Linked DNA regions of Mus musculus: region 1 is linked to region 2. The links are chromatin contacts, called in public promoter capture Hi-C maps. All regions are on one chromosome and are shown on one strand. Each heading gives the region's core, a stretch centred on a gene start, on an enhancer-like site or on the middle of the called end of the contact. The rest is flanking DNA. Distances are from core to core; before and after follow the strand shown. Region 1 holds the start of Rock2 (Rho-associated coiled-coil containing protein kinase 2). Region 2 holds the start of Ntsr2 (neurotensin receptor 2).

Evidence for each region. Promoter capture Hi-C pulls out the DNA fragments that hold promoters and counts their contacts.
Region 1: a promoter capture Hi-C map of neural stem cells shows a contact between it and region 2. The contact joins the promoter of Rock2 here to the promoter of Ntsr2 in region 2. A contact is called at or near these places in 6 of 39 promoter capture datasets (embryonic stem cells, liver, neural stem cells and 1 more), 2 of 484 Hi-C or Micro-C datasets (cardiomyocytes and embryonic stem cells) and 1 of 9 other capture datasets (pancreatic islet).

What each region holds. Positions count from the first base shown.
Region 1 is chr12:16,892,997-16,896,538 of GRCm38.p6, forward strand. It overlaps Rock2 (Rho-associated coiled-coil containing protein kinase 2), which reads left to right and starts at 1,982. Exons shown (of 33, transcript NM_009072.2): 1 at 1,982-2,334. The coding sequence starts at 2,194.
Region 2 is chr12:16,651,986-16,655,540 of GRCm38.p6, forward strand. Ntsr2 (neurotensin receptor 2) reads left to right here and starts at 1,485. Exons shown (of 4, transcript NM_008747.2): 1 at 1,485-2,138. The coding sequence starts at 1,515. It also overlaps a transcript of Lpin1 not described here.

The sequences.
Region 1 (3,542 bases), core at 732-3,231, 240 kb after region 2:
TGGCTACTCCGCCAAAGTCCATAAAAACATATAGCCAAGTCATTTCAAAATTAATTTGTAACTGGAAGATCACAATGTTCCTTTTGAAAGCCCATTATACTATCACCAGGAAAAAGAACTTGTAAGATCTGTAATAATGATTATCTAATTATCATGCTCCAGTGCATGGGTGGAAAGAGTGGTTAGCTGGCTCTACTCTCCTAGCTTTGGGTCTGTGGACGTATGAAGAAGTAAATTTACCTACTGGCTTGAAGAACTTTTTTTTTTTTTTTTTGACCCAGAGGCCAGTTTTATTATCTACAAGAGAAAGGGTTCTCTTCAGTCATCAAAGACTCTTCCTGTCTTAATCCAAGTCAGAGGGGCTTCTCCCCAGAAGGGCAGACATTTTTGGACCCCTGCGCTGGGTGAAGTGCATGCAATTTTGGCCAGGCCAGGGCTGTAGCCTACCTGCATATTTACCTTGACACCCCAGGGAGCTCTACAGTTCACTATTCAGGGGCATTACACTCTAGCTTCCATAAGTACAAGTTTTCAAATTTAAAAATTCAATATGCTTTTTAGCATTTTTTTGTTGTTGTTTTCAAGACAAGTTTTCTCTGTGTAGCTCTGGTTGTCCTGGGACTCATTCTCTAGACTTAGGTTAGCCTCAAACCCTCCTGCCTCTGTCTCTCCCCAGAGCTGGCATTAAAGACCTATGAGGCCACCACCCTACTTGACATCTTTAGAAGTGGGGGGAAAATCCCATTCAGTTAGGAGCAAGTGTGTTCTCTCACTTGTTTAGCTGCTCATTTCAAAGTGTTCATAATCCCCTTTGCATTTTTTCACTTCCGGTAAATTTTCCCTAGTCTCAACCGGCTTGCAATACCCGTAGGATTCTTCCCGTGAATATGACAAGAGCTTGTTTGGATTATTCAGCTGCTGGAAGATTGGGTCCACTCCCAGGGTTTTGGTCATTGCGAACATTCTGAATAGCCCTGCTGTAAACATCTCCACGCAAAGTCCTCCTCTTTTCGGATCATTTCCTTACACTTGGACTTCCTTAAATGGCCTTACTGGGTCAAAGGGGCTCTGTGAACAGTTTTATAGCTCTTGGCACATAGTTTTCCGATTGCGCCCTGAGAGGATCTGACCAATGGCTAGGGGGCAAGGAGAGGGCAGGAATGCGGAGAAGCAGCCCCTCTCTTTCACTCTCCAAAAGCAAGGGCCCCGCGGATGCAGAAGCGCTTCCTTATTGCCTCCTGTTCCCTCCGCCTGGCCAGTGTCTAAGGTCTAAGGCCAGGCGGGCACCTTGGTCAGGGAAGGGCACAAAGGTTTCTGAGAGTTTAGGATTTATGACCCGGAGGCAGAAACAACTCCTCCAGGCCTCCCAGCTCCGGGACTCAACAGGATTCAAACGAGTCCCACACTCTTAGCGCGGGCTAGGGGCGCGGCCTCCCCGCCCCCTGGGAGCCCCAGGCGCAGGCCTCAGGCGCACCAGGCCTGGGAAGGGCGCTGACCCGGGGCGCAGCAGTTCGGCGCGGCTTGCATAGCTGCGCGCTGAGTCAGCGGGACACAGCGGGCGGGGGGCGCGGACGTCAACTAGGCCTCTGGGTCCGGCCGGCGACGTGGGACACACGACGGGGACCACGGGGCACCGCGCTGCCATCCGTCCCGCCTCCCAGTCCCGCGAACCGGCCCGACGAGGCAGGGAGACTAGCCAGGCGGCGGGAACGGAAAAGAAGCCTGGCTGCTCAGCCCGGTGGCGGGGCGTGGCCGGAGGCCAGGGGCGGGGCGTGCCGCGGGGCCGCGCCGGGGTGGGCGGGGCGGGGCCGGGCCGCGCGCAGCCGACCGCGGGCGGAGGGGCTTGTGGGTAGCGGCGGCGCGCGGCCGAGTAGGGACGCGGCTCCGACTGCGTGTGAGGGGAGCGGGCGTGTGGGCGCGCGAGGCGGCCGGCGGCGATATGCGGGTGGACGGGCGACGGCCCTAGCGGCCTGAGCCCCGAGGGCGGGGTGGTGCGGCGCGGGCGCCCCTTCCCCGCTCCCGCCCGCCGGGTCCTGGCGAGCTCGCTACGGGCCGGGCGGCGCGCGTGCGGCTGAGGGGCGGGGACGCCGTGTGCCTCGCTGCTCCCGGCCGGGCCGGGCGGCTCCTCAGACAGCGGCGCGCGGCGTGCCGGGGCGGAGGTTCCGCGGGCGGCGCTAGGCCCGGCGAAGCGGCATGAGCCGGCCCCCGCCGACGGGGAAAATGCCCGGCGCCCCCGAGACCGCGCCGGGGGACGGGGCGGGCGCCGGCCGTCAGAGGAAGCTGGAGGCGCTCATCCGAGACCCTCGCTCGCCCATCAACGTGGAGAGTCTGCTGGTAGGTGCGGGCTAGGGAGGGAACTCCCCGCCCTGCCTGGTCCCCCCTCGGCCCACCCGCCCCGCTTCCGGCTGCCCGGGGAGCTGGAGACCCAGGTTCCAGAGTGGAGACCCCACCTGGGATTCTCGGGTCCACCTCCCTGCCGAGCGAGTGTCATCTCGGCCGCCCCCGTTCTTGGAGCGCGCAGGGAGGAAACACCCCTGGTCTCCTTCCCGCCTACCCAGTTGGTTTGGGGCGGAAAGGTGGAGGATTGGCTGTGCTTCCTACACTGGGCTACCCAATTTGAAAGTGTCACGCAGTGTGGGAGCTAGGGTGAAAACCCAGGGAGAAAGAAACCCGACGCTCTTCCTATTGGGAGTACCACCGGGGGCACACGACAAAGAGCTCGTCAGGAAGCTGGGAACGCACAGCTAGCTCAAGTTTGCTGCTTTCAGTTGCTCTTGGACATTCCATAGTAGCTATTTAGTACATTTGAATTTATGTAAATTAAATTTCCGGAGATTGTTGCTCTGAAGCCAAGAAATGAGTCTGAATTGTAGAATGGGATAAATCTCTCCCCTTCATCTTGTCTTTCCCATAGCATTCAAAATCCAAATTAAGAGCCTTGGAAAAGGCAGCTAACTGGAGCTCGGTTAAGAAAAGAACACGATTTACAATAAATGCCATGTAGAATGCTGGTATACTTCTGGTCGTGTTGAGGGAAGCGATTATGCTTGGCAAACGAATTTGATTAGTGTGCACCTAGAGTTGCATTTATGGGAAAAAGTGGTGTGAACGTGTACCCTGAGGAGAAGTCGGAAAAAAAAAAGATACTCCGGCTATTAGCTTTGGAGGTCTAGACTTAGGGTGGGTGATCAGGCATTCTGTGCCAAAAAGCATGTCAGACCTGAGCTCTGCTAGGAGAAGCCTAGTGACTCTGTGATGAGAAAAACTGTCTCCTCCCTTTCCACTGACTAACTTTTCTTCTGAGGCCGTTGGTTATCCTTTGAGGTTTCTGGAATCATTTGCAGAGTGACTCAGTTCTGTTTGGCCACAGCGCAGGAACTGACTAGAGTGTGGGTATCGCTCTATAGGATGTGTAAATATAGAGATTTTGACTTTTGGGGGCGGGGGGAGTGTTTTTGTTTGGTAGTGGGTTCCTGTGTTCTTGTGGGACGTATTTTGGAAGTCTTCAGAGCAGGATTGCTTGGAGTTCATAGCCTTTTTGT
Region 2 (3,555 bases), core at 235-2,734:
GAGGCTTTGGTTCTGCTCCGCAACGCTGTGCTTCTCTGTATCTGCCTGCGTGCTCATCTCTCCAACTCTGGTTTGGAGATAAAGGCATGGAGTGCGTGTTGTTCCCCGTCCATTCCCCACCTCAGAAGCCTTCCCATATAGAAGGAGAATAAATCTCAGTTTCATTGTGGATATGGATCTGGAAGAAGATGAAACTGATTGTCACTGGGCCATACAACCTGTGAGGTTGGAAAAACAGAATCCGGAGGTATGGGTGTCAATCTAATTCTGTCCCCAGTAGACACTAGACCTCCTCTGAACAGGAAGATGGGTATCCAAAAAGTCTTCCAGCTCCAGAGTTCTCATTTCTTCATGAGCTCACAAATACGCACAGTTTAACAGATTTAACACACACTCGTCCCTCTGCTCTGAGGGTGACATCCTGGGACAGTGTGATACCAGGAGGGTGCGTGCACTGGCCACCTTCTTGAGGTTATTACTGCGACAGAGTGTCATAGTTAGGGTTGTACTGCTGTGAACAGACACCATGACCAAGGCAACTCTTATAAAGACAACTTTTAATTGGGGCTGGCTTACAGGTTCAGATGTTTAGTCCATTATTATCAAGTCAGGAGCATGGCAGCATCCAGGCAGGCATGGTACAGGCAGAGCTGAGAGTTTTACATCTTCATCTGAAGGCTGCTATGAGAAGACTAACCTCCAGGCAGCTAAGATGAGGGTCTTATAGCCCACACGCACAGTGACAAACCTACTCCAACAAGGCTATGCCTTTTTTTGTTTTTTGTTTTTTGTTTTTTGTTTTTTGTTTTTCTGAGACAGGGTTGGCTGTCCTGGAACTCACTCTGTAGACCAGACTGGCATCGAACTCAGAAATTCGTCTGCCTCCCAAGTACTGGGATTAAAGGTGTATGCCACCATGCCCGGCTAAGGCCACGCCTTCTAATAGTGCCACTCCCTGGGCCAAGCACATACAAACCATCACACAGAGGCAGCCAGGTTAATGAGAGCAAAGTTGCTGAAGCCTGGCAAAGCCTTCTCTGAGCTGTCTCTTTCTCAGATTGCTCATAGAAATGACAACAAACAGACGGGGGTGAGGGATGTTGCGAAGTTCAAATTGTGTCTGTCTGTCTGTACTGTAGCTTGAGCATCTGCCTGCCAATTAACTCATTTGATCCCTAGAGAAATTCTGCAGCATGGGTAGTATTTTAAAGTTGAAAAGCAATGGGGTGGGGACAGAGGGCTTTTAAAAACCTACCCACGGGTCACATGGCTTACCAGCAATGCCATCCAGGTGAACCTCAAAGGATGTCCTCCCCCACCTTCTTCCACCAACACGTGCTTTTCTGGATGAGCCAAATGGCAGAAAGATTGAAGACTGATTCTGGAACTCCCTCCAGAGGCGTGTCCTCCCAGTTTTGGAGGTTCCCAGAAAGGAGGTGGTGCTGGCTCCCCGGGCAGCTAGCCCAGGCTCTGGGCAGTGAGAGGGAGGGAGATCAGGCCACCACGAGACAGAGATGGAGACCAGCAGCCTGTGGCCCCCGAGGCCCAGCCCCAGTGCAGGGCTGAGCCTGGAGGCGCGGCTGGGCGTGGACACTCGCCTCTGGGCCAAGGTGCTGTTCACCGCGCTCTATTCGCTCATCTTCGCGCTTGGCACAGCCGGCAATGCGCTGTCCGTGCACGTGGTGCTGAAGGCGCGGGCGGGTCGCCCCGGGCGCCTGCGCTACCACGTGCTCAGCCTGGCACTGTCAGCCCTGCTGCTACTGCTGATCAGCGTGCCCATGGAGCTCTACAACTTCGTGTGGTCCCACTACCCCTGGGTCTTCGGCGATCTCGGCTGTCGTGGCTATTACTTCGTGCGTGAGCTGTGCGCCTACGCCACGGTGCTGAGCGTGGCCAGCCTGAGCGCAGAGCGCTGCCTGGCCGTGTGCCAGCCGCTGCGCGCCCGCCGCCTGCTCACCCCGCGCCGCACCCGCCGCCTGCTGTCACTAGTCTGGGTCGCCTCTCTGGGCCTTGCCCTGCCCATGGCGGTTATCATGGGACAGAAGCACGAAATGGAGAGGGCCGACGGGGAGCCTGAGCCTGCCTCGCGTGTGTGCACGGTGCTAGTAAGTCGCGCCACGCTCCAGGTCTTCATCCAGGTAAGGGAGTGGGGAGTGGGGTACAGTAGAAGGGGAAACCTATGTCCTACAGTTAGCCTTTAACACACACACACACACACACACACACACACACACACACACACACACACACACACACACTGGGGTAGTGAAAGAAACTAAAGCAACTCCTCCAGGGTCCTTCCCAGATATTCAAAGGACCAAGGAAGGGTGCAAGCAGCATCCCTTCACTACCCGTGAGCACACAGAGGATCTGGAAGGGTAAACATGTGAAAGTGCAGAAAGGCATGCTGGCTGGTGCATCAGGACATGTGTGGGATTAGGGGCTGCATAGATGACTGGACCATCATATCTTCTGCATTGAATTCCTGGCCAGGTGTGGACTGGAGTCTTGCAGCTATTGCTTGAGATTTTCAAGTCCGGGTGTGCCAGAACAATGGATTAGACTAGGGGCACACATATGGTGGTAGAACAGAAGGGTTTGTCAGGAAGAAAAACACTTGCACAACTGAAGTGGATACAGAGCAGAAGAGGAGGGAGCTGTTAGAAGCTCAAGGGCACTGGCCAGGAGTAGAGTATGTGCCATTTGCACAGCACCTGCCTTCTCCCACATTTATAATCCATGAGCTTTTTCTACTGTTTTGTCTCTTATGTGTAGCTGTTGGTGAGGGTCCCCAGCCTTTCTCTGCCATTGGTTTCTTTCATATTAATCTTGATACCTCTTTCTCTCCACCCTATTCTCTTGCCACAGTACAAGGCTGCGGTGCCTGGCATAAAGCTCCTTTTCTCTGCACCATCCTGTGTGTATCATCTGGGTCTGGTGGGCAGGAAGGGAGGAGTCTAGGACCTATTCATCCGTCCTTCACTTACCACCTCCCTCTTCACCCAAGAGAAACCATGGAAAGAGCCAATTGTGCCCATGTTTAACCATGTCCTACGGGGCTGCCTTTTCCCTATCTGGTTCAAGTTCTTCTTGAATGGGGACAAGGGGACCAAATGCCTAACAATAGTTTGCTGGTAATGGATTTGCTTTAAAAGGAGTTTGGCATTTGAAACATCATGTCCATCTCTAGAAAGAGAGTTCAGCCATTATCTGGGAGGAAGGGAGGGAGTCCAAGGAAACTGAAGGGTTCCAGTTGGGACACTGTTGGAAGAAACTTCAAGTTAAGAAAAGGATTCAGGACAGGGATGGTGAGGAAAACAGGGACACTGAGTCAGAATTATCAATTTGCTGGCTCCCAGGAGGCCCTATTTCTGTTCTCTGTCCCTGTTGGGGCAGAACGGAGTGCTTGTCTGTTGGTGTGTGTCATTCACATGCCCAGATTTGCATGGATGTCAAAAAGAAGGCATAGATGTCATGAAAATAATTAAATGTGACCTCATGAAGGTGTCAGCGATAGGGCACAGCAGATCCTCACTATGTGTCCTCTTCTCTCCT